Regions from separate parts of the Macaca mulatta genome. Here region 2 is linked to region 1. A link is a contact called in public Hi-C data. All regions are on one chromosome and are shown on one strand. Each heading gives the region's core, a stretch centred on a gene start, on an enhancer-like site or on the middle of the called end of the contact. The rest is flanking DNA. Distances are from core to core; before and after follow the strand shown. Region 1 holds the start of TMEM242 (transmembrane protein 242). Region 2 overlaps ZDHHC14 (zinc finger DHHC-type palmitoyltransferase 14).

Region 1 (3,532 bases), core at 503-3,002:
AATCCAAAGGTCACATACATTCTGTGTGATCTCATCCACACAAAAATTTGAACAGAGCAGTAGTTTTTTATCCTCAGAACCCCCACGGAGCTTTTACATTCTGTCCTGCCACCTGCGGGCCTTCAGAGCAGTAATCCATGGCAGACCTCGGTAATCCATCATTTTTAAAAAATCCCCATAGGCAATGCAGCAAAATAGCTACTGGAATCACAGGTGGTAATAGTTAGAGGTAACATGTATTGAATATTTATGTGTGCCAGGCACTGTGCTAACTTCTTTATAGATGTCGCTTCATTTAATTCTCATAGCAATCCTGAGTTAGGTACTATCAATTTTTTTTTTTTTTTGGAGGCTGGGGATGGAGGGCAGAGTTTCGCTCTTGTCACCCAGGCTGGAGTGCAATGGCTCGATCTCGACTCACTGCAAACTCTCCCTCCCAGGTTCAAGCGATTCTCCTGCCTCAGCCTTCCAAGTAGCTGGGATTACAGGCCCACACCATTAGGCCCCGCTAATTTTTGTACTTTTAGTAGAAACGGGGGTTTCACCATGTTGACCAGGCTGATCTCGAACTTCTGACCTCAGGTGATCCACCTGCCTCAGCCTCTCAAAGTGCTAGGATTACAGGCGTGAACCACTGCGCCTGGCCTACTATCAGTTTTTAAATTTTACAGGTGAGGAAACTGAGGTCTAGAGGGGCTAAGTTACCCCAAGTTCACACACCTGAGAAGCGGTTTAAGGACCCGAGCCCAGGTTTGAGTTATTAACTGCACTTCACTGATGCAAAAACAGATGCATTCATTTACTCATCCATCCAACATGCATTTGTTGTTGGTAACCAGGTAATACCTGAAAGCTGGGGGATATAAACTGAACATAGAGTCCCATCTCCATCCTCAGGAAGCTCATGCCCTCCAGTGCTGGGGGGCAGGACAAATGGCAGAGACCGCCTTATTTTACAAGATGTCATTGTTCTCTGAGAGGCTGAAAAGATTTTCTATCACCACTAGCCTCCTCCTGTCCATGGCCATTTACAGAATGGGCAAACCAGCCTCCCAGCAGAAGACCAAAGCTGCTAGCTGTCAACGTTCCCGGCAGCTCTGCAAGCCCTTCGAGCGGGCCTCGCTCTCCTCTCGGGGGTGGTACCTTCATTCGGTCATCCTGTAAGTGTTCCACTTCCCGAGGGAGGCCAAGCACTCACACCGTGGCGAGGGGACCCGTCACCGCAGAGCCCGGTGGCTGGCTCTCCTCCAGAAAGAAAGCCTGTCACTTACACCTTTCCTCACCACTGTTAGGAAGTTACCTAGAAAAGTTCAGACAGAAGACCAAGGCCTGCGTTTTAGAATCGTGGAGTGTTAGCGCTGGCCAAATCGTTGGACACAGTGTAAGCTTGATCAGAAAATGAGCTCCAAGGTCTCACAGCAGGCGAGGCCTGGAATCCTGGGGCGATCTGCGACCCTCACTGCTGAGCGTTCTTTCAAACAGCCAAAGTAATCACTTAAGTCCAGCAATGATCTCCTTGGAGAAATCAAGTGATCCTCCCTACGAGTCGGCCTTGGAGGGCATCGCCCTCGGCGCTGGGCACAGCACGTCTTCCCCGCCCGGGCGCGGGAGGAGGGTTTGGGGACAGCGGCCGCACTCCGGACCCTTCTTCAGATTGCACAGGAGGAGTGCACAGGAGGAGGCGGCAGCGGAACCTTTCTCCTCCGCCTCGCTCTCGCTTCCACCCGTGCCCAGTTGGGGACGGACGCACTAGAGGCGACCTAAGCATGGAGACAGCGGGCGCTGGAACTGGGCAGCCGGCCTCTGGGCTGGAGGCTCCGGGGTCCACGGATGACCGGCTTTTCCTGGTTAAAGGTAAGGTGTGCTGTGGTGAGGTGCGCGCATCGGGGCGAGCTAACCCCGGCCCCTGGCTTGCGCTGGAGCGGGTATTCACACACACATCCCGCTCTGAGAGCCCTTAGCTTGGGCTTGCTCCTGAGTTTAGCCCGCGGAGTCTCGCGGCCCCAGGGCAGGTAGGTAGCTTGCTGGGTGGAGTCTCCCCTTGGGCGGGGCGGGGCGGGGGGCAGATCCCGCCAACTATTCTCCTGGGCCTGCCATATTTCCCCATCACCTCTGCAGCTGTTCTCGAGCCTTGCCTTTTCTGATTGCCATCGTCTCTATCTCCCCGTGAGAAACTTCACGCCGTGGTCCCAGGGGAGAGGGGGAAGGGAAGCTATTCTCTGCGTTCGGGAATAATAACTCGGAATGACTCAAGGAACCAGAGGTCGTGAGGTCACGCAAGTTTCTCAGTCACTGGCATTTACTGTTAGCAAGAGCTGCTTAGCCATGGTTTCTTGAATTTCAAAAGTGATTTTGATTGTAACTCGAATAGTATCTTAAACTTACTTTTGTACGTCTTTTTAACCTCTTTTTATTTAATTTTTGAAATATCCCCCCTCCTCCCTGAAACTCTTGGCAGGTGGAATTTTTCTTGGTACTGTTGCTGCAGCGGGAATGCTAGCTGGATTTATTACAACATTATCATTGGCTAAAAAGAAAAGCCCTGAATGGTTCAATAAGGTTGGTGACACTGAAATCCATTCATAGCATCGTTATTGTTATTGTTTACAATATACAGCAGCTTTTGCATAGAAAAAGTAAAGAAAATATTGATGGCTTTCCACATTGCTTTAAGATGTGAATTTGTATACCCTTATGGATTCTAGAAATGTACAAATTAACCAACGGTCTTTATTTTCATTTAGAAAGATGTGCTTATGTGCTCTCTTAAATTTTAGCAGAACAAGACTTTGAAAGCTTGTCTGGTACATTTCCTATTCACAACATGACTTTAAATCTAAATTTGGGCCAGGTGTTGCGGCTCACACCAGTAATCCCAGCACTTTGGGAAGCCCAGAGGGGTGGATCACCTGAGGTCAGGAGTTTGAGACCAGCCTGGCCAAGGTGGCGAAAACCCATCTCTACTAAAAATACAGAAATTAGCTGGGTAGCCTGCCGTGGTGGTGCACTCCTGTACTCCCAGCTACTCGGGAGGCTGAGGCAGGAGAATCAGTTGAACCCAGGAGGCGGAGGTTGTAGTGAGCCCAGATCGCACCACTGCACTTCAGCCTGGGTGACAGAGTGAGACTCTGTCTCAAAAATAAATAAATATTCACACAAATAACTGTGTAATTACAATTCGATGTGTGCTATGGAGGAAAAGTGTTATGTAAAACATCATAAAAAGTTTCCTTTCCAACTTACATTTATGTTTAATAGTCATACTTAAGTCTTATTGATACCATAATGGCAAGAGACCACATTTAAAGTGTGCTTGGATCCCCTCTGAATACTTATATGGAGCTTCCTAAATCACTGCTATGAACCTTGTGGGTCTTTCTCCCTATGTTATAGAATGTTTTCAGAGCAGAAATATATTTTGTGGTGGAAATCAGAGTAGTGCCTTAACAGTAGAGTTTTGGTTGATTTCTAAATCTGAGTTATGTTAATCCTTGGCTCACTGATCATTTTAATAATCTGATAAAAACTAGGG
Region 2 (3,225 bases), core at 152-2,651, 350 kb before region 1:
AAATGTTATTTGGTCTTTCATCGCCTCCTCTTTATCAGAAGGCTAGAGTTACTTAAGAACTACTCACCAATGGCTTTGTGATTTAGGTGTGCCAACCTCTTCCTGATAAGAGACATGCCCAGAACTGCCATTGCTCATACCCCTGCAGCCGGAGCCGTGCAGGGCCAACATGCACAATACAGCCTCGACTGGAGGGAGGAAGTTCAGCCGAAGCCGATCCCAAGGTGCTTATTTCGTGCAGTGCACGCTTCCTTCCCTTCCTCATGGGTTTCTTTCTAAAATCACAAGTAGTAGGCAGGCCACCCCTGAGCCACCCTCCAGCCTAGAAGAGCAGGTTGAGGGGCTGCAGTCTTCAGAAATCTGCAGGTTTTAGATGCTCAAAGACTAGGTCCTAGGCAAGAGTAAAGCTCATAGTGGAGTTATGAAGAGGGCAAGCAAGTCTCACGGAAGATCCTTGCTTTTCTGTGGCTTCAACCCGGGTAGTGAAATTGCAAAACACTGAGAAGCTGGGTAAAGCCTGAGAAAGAAAGGTGTCAAAGTGGGGTCCAGGGGAGCGGAGGGGAGTGGGGTTATTCAGAGGAAAGGAAAGGCCATTAGAAACTACTTGGGAGGCGGGCTGGGCGCGGTGGCTCACGCCTATCATCCCAGCACTTTGGGAGGCTAAGGCAGGCAGGATCACCTGAGCTCAGGAGTTCGAGACCAGCCTGGGCAACATGGCAAAACCTCATCTCTACAAAAAAATACAAAAATTAGCTGGGCATGGTGGCACACAAATGTAGTCCCAGCTGCTCAGGAGGCTGAGGCAGGAGAATCACTTGAGCCCAGGAGGCAGAGGTTCCAGTGAGCTGAGATCGTGCCACTGTACTCCAGCCTGGGCGATAGAGCAAGACCCTGTCTCTAAATAAATAAATAAATAAAAAGTACTTGGAAGGGGCTGACTGTGAAGTGTTAACAATCCTTTAATGCACTCATTTTTCTACTCATCACCAGAATCATCTGTGCCACAGCGGTGCTTCTCCAAGCTGTCAGGTGGGCAACAGAGTCGCTTTCTCTGTCTTGCAGGGAATTTCAGCTCAGGGTGCAGGTCCCTTCTGGTGGGGGCTACTGAGCAGGAGGCTGTCAGGCTGCAGAGAGCTGTGGCCTGTGTAGGCTGCTTGCACTCTCCCATGCTGTCAGCTCTGCTCAGAACATGGGCTCAGTCTTGACAGGGCAGAGGTGGAGGCAGACCAGCCTCACTGATTAAACATTCACCTTCTGGAAACTATACCAGGGTTTGGATAGACTGAGCTTTGCAAAGAATGTTTTATGAACATCACCGTTTCGTATTCTTCCTGACAGAGGCAGCTGAGCCACAGCGGCACTCCCATTTCCTGTAACTGCGCACAGCCTCCAGCAGGCCGGGCCTGGGAATGAGCCCAGGACTGAGCTGCCGCTTCAGAGAGTTCGGCTGGCGAGCCAGCGCTCTTGCTGGACCAAGGCATCTCGTTTTCAAGCTTCCCCTCTGGAGCCCTCACTCATCCTAATGCTTTCTGTCCACACAATACCCCCCGGCTCTCAGGAATAAGGAAATTGCAAATTAGATTTGCTTGTCTCTGTTGACCTGAAGAAAGTCTTTTCCACTGAAGACTAATTGGCATATTCTGTTTTAGGGATCAGCCCAAGTACTTCTGACTGACTCTCACAGACTCACAGAAAAATATGTTTGAGGGTGGAGCTAGAGGCGATGGTCAAGGTCACACAGTAGGAGCCTGAGGGCAGACGAGGGCTCCTCTCCTCCCAACTCTGTCTCTTTCACCTTCCCTCTGGGAAGAGGTGGGCTCCCCTCATCCCTGTGTTTATTTCACCCTCCCTCTCTGGGAAGAGGTGGGCTCTCCTCATCCCTGTGTTTATTTCACCCTCCCTCTCTGGGAAGAGGTGGGCTCTCCTCATCCCTGTGTTTATTTCACCCTCCCTCTCTGGGGAGAGGTGGGCTCTCTTCCACTTTCTGTCTTTTTCCCCCTCTCTTGTCCATTCTTCTACTCTGCACTACCCCATCAGCTACTGGCCCTTTTCCTCTCCCCTGATCACCTCTCTGCCACCTAAGCCTGCAAAGAGCTCCTGCACACCCGTGAGAACCTTCTCGGAGAAGGTGGTTGTCAGCAGCGGTTGGTTAAGCTCCTGAGAGCTTGTGTTCCCTGTTGGGGTTGATGCAGAGTTGGGTGCACTTTGGAGACTTCTATTTGCAAACATCCTTTGCTAACTTAAAACACAGATAACAGCCCTAGAGGTGGCTTTACTGGGAACCTAATGATGCTTCAGGCTCCTTTACTTACACAGCCTCTTTCCAAGGCCTCGTTCTCTGCATACTTAAGAAAAAGCATATCTCATGGAGATTTGCTTTTTCTTAAAGGGGGTCTCCCATGGCATGGTTCAGACTGCTCCAATCCTGGCCCACTCCAGCCATACCTATTGGCACTTTGCCATGCTCTACCTACGACTCGTTAAGAACTGGAGTAAACACTGTGTGGGCCTCACTGGCCAGGACCTTGTTGGAAATGCTCTTGAGTTTGTCAAAGGCTTAAGGACTTGAAGAAGGTGTGAAATAATATTTGTGAAAGAAAAAGTTTAGCCTAAGCCGTTTAATTTTTTTGTGTTTTGTTTTTGTGAGATGGAGCCTCACTCTGTCACCCAGGCTGGAGTGCAGTGGCACGATCTTGGCTCACTGCAGCCTCTGCCTCCCAGGTTCAAGCAATTCTCCTACCTCAGCCTTCCGAGAAGCTGGGATTACAGGCATGCACCACCATGCCTGGCTAATTTTTGTATTTTTTTTTTTTTTTTTAGTGGAGATGGGGTTTTACCACGTTGGCCAGGCTGGTCTTGAACTCCTGACCTCAAGTGATCCGCAGACCTCCCGAAGTGCTGAGATGACAGGTGTGAGCCACCGTGCCCAGCCTGTAAGCCATTTAATTTAAAAAATCTATATGGAAGTCACTCAGAAATGTTTTCCAAATGACTCTTTGGAACCCTGACTTACCCGATGATAAGCACCTCTTCTACGCAGATTTGTTTAAACATCTTAAAAGATGACTGTCTTTTTAAGTCTAGCTATGGGTGTTTCCCCTGATAGAGGGAAGGCTTTCATATCAACCATGAGCCTACTGTCTGTGCCCTCCCCAGCTTTCCTGCTGAGGTGATAGCAGGGGGCAGGGCCACTGGCACCAGGCACCTAAGTGTCTGAGTCCTGTG

The links. A called contact is a pair of places that touch in the nucleus more often than the background predicts.
Region 2: a contact with region 1 is called in a Hi-C map of fetal cortex germinal zone, with 5 times the contacts expected there. The contact joins the enhancer-like site here to the promoter of TMEM242 in region 1. A contact is called at or near these places in 7 of 14 Hi-C or Micro-C datasets (blood, cortical neurons, fetal cortex germinal zone and 4 more).

What each region holds. Positions count from the first base shown.
Region 1 is chr4:76,186,512-76,190,043 of T2T-MMU8v2.0, reverse strand. TMEM242 (transmembrane protein 242) reads left to right here and starts at 1,752. Exons shown (of 4, transcript XM_015137063.3): 1 at 1,752-1,854; 2 at 2,459-2,559. The coding sequence starts at 1,767.
Region 2 is chr4:76,534,222-76,537,446 of T2T-MMU8v2.0, reverse strand. All of the region lies in intron 8 of ZDHHC14 (zinc finger DHHC-type palmitoyltransferase 14), which reads right to left. Among named protein-coding and RNA genes, the nearest start is that of SNX9, 150 kb to the left of the region's middle. Within about 2 kb of position 1,401, at least 5 of the 40 cell types and tissues checked have an H3K27ac peak or open chromatin away from gene starts, as enhancers often do.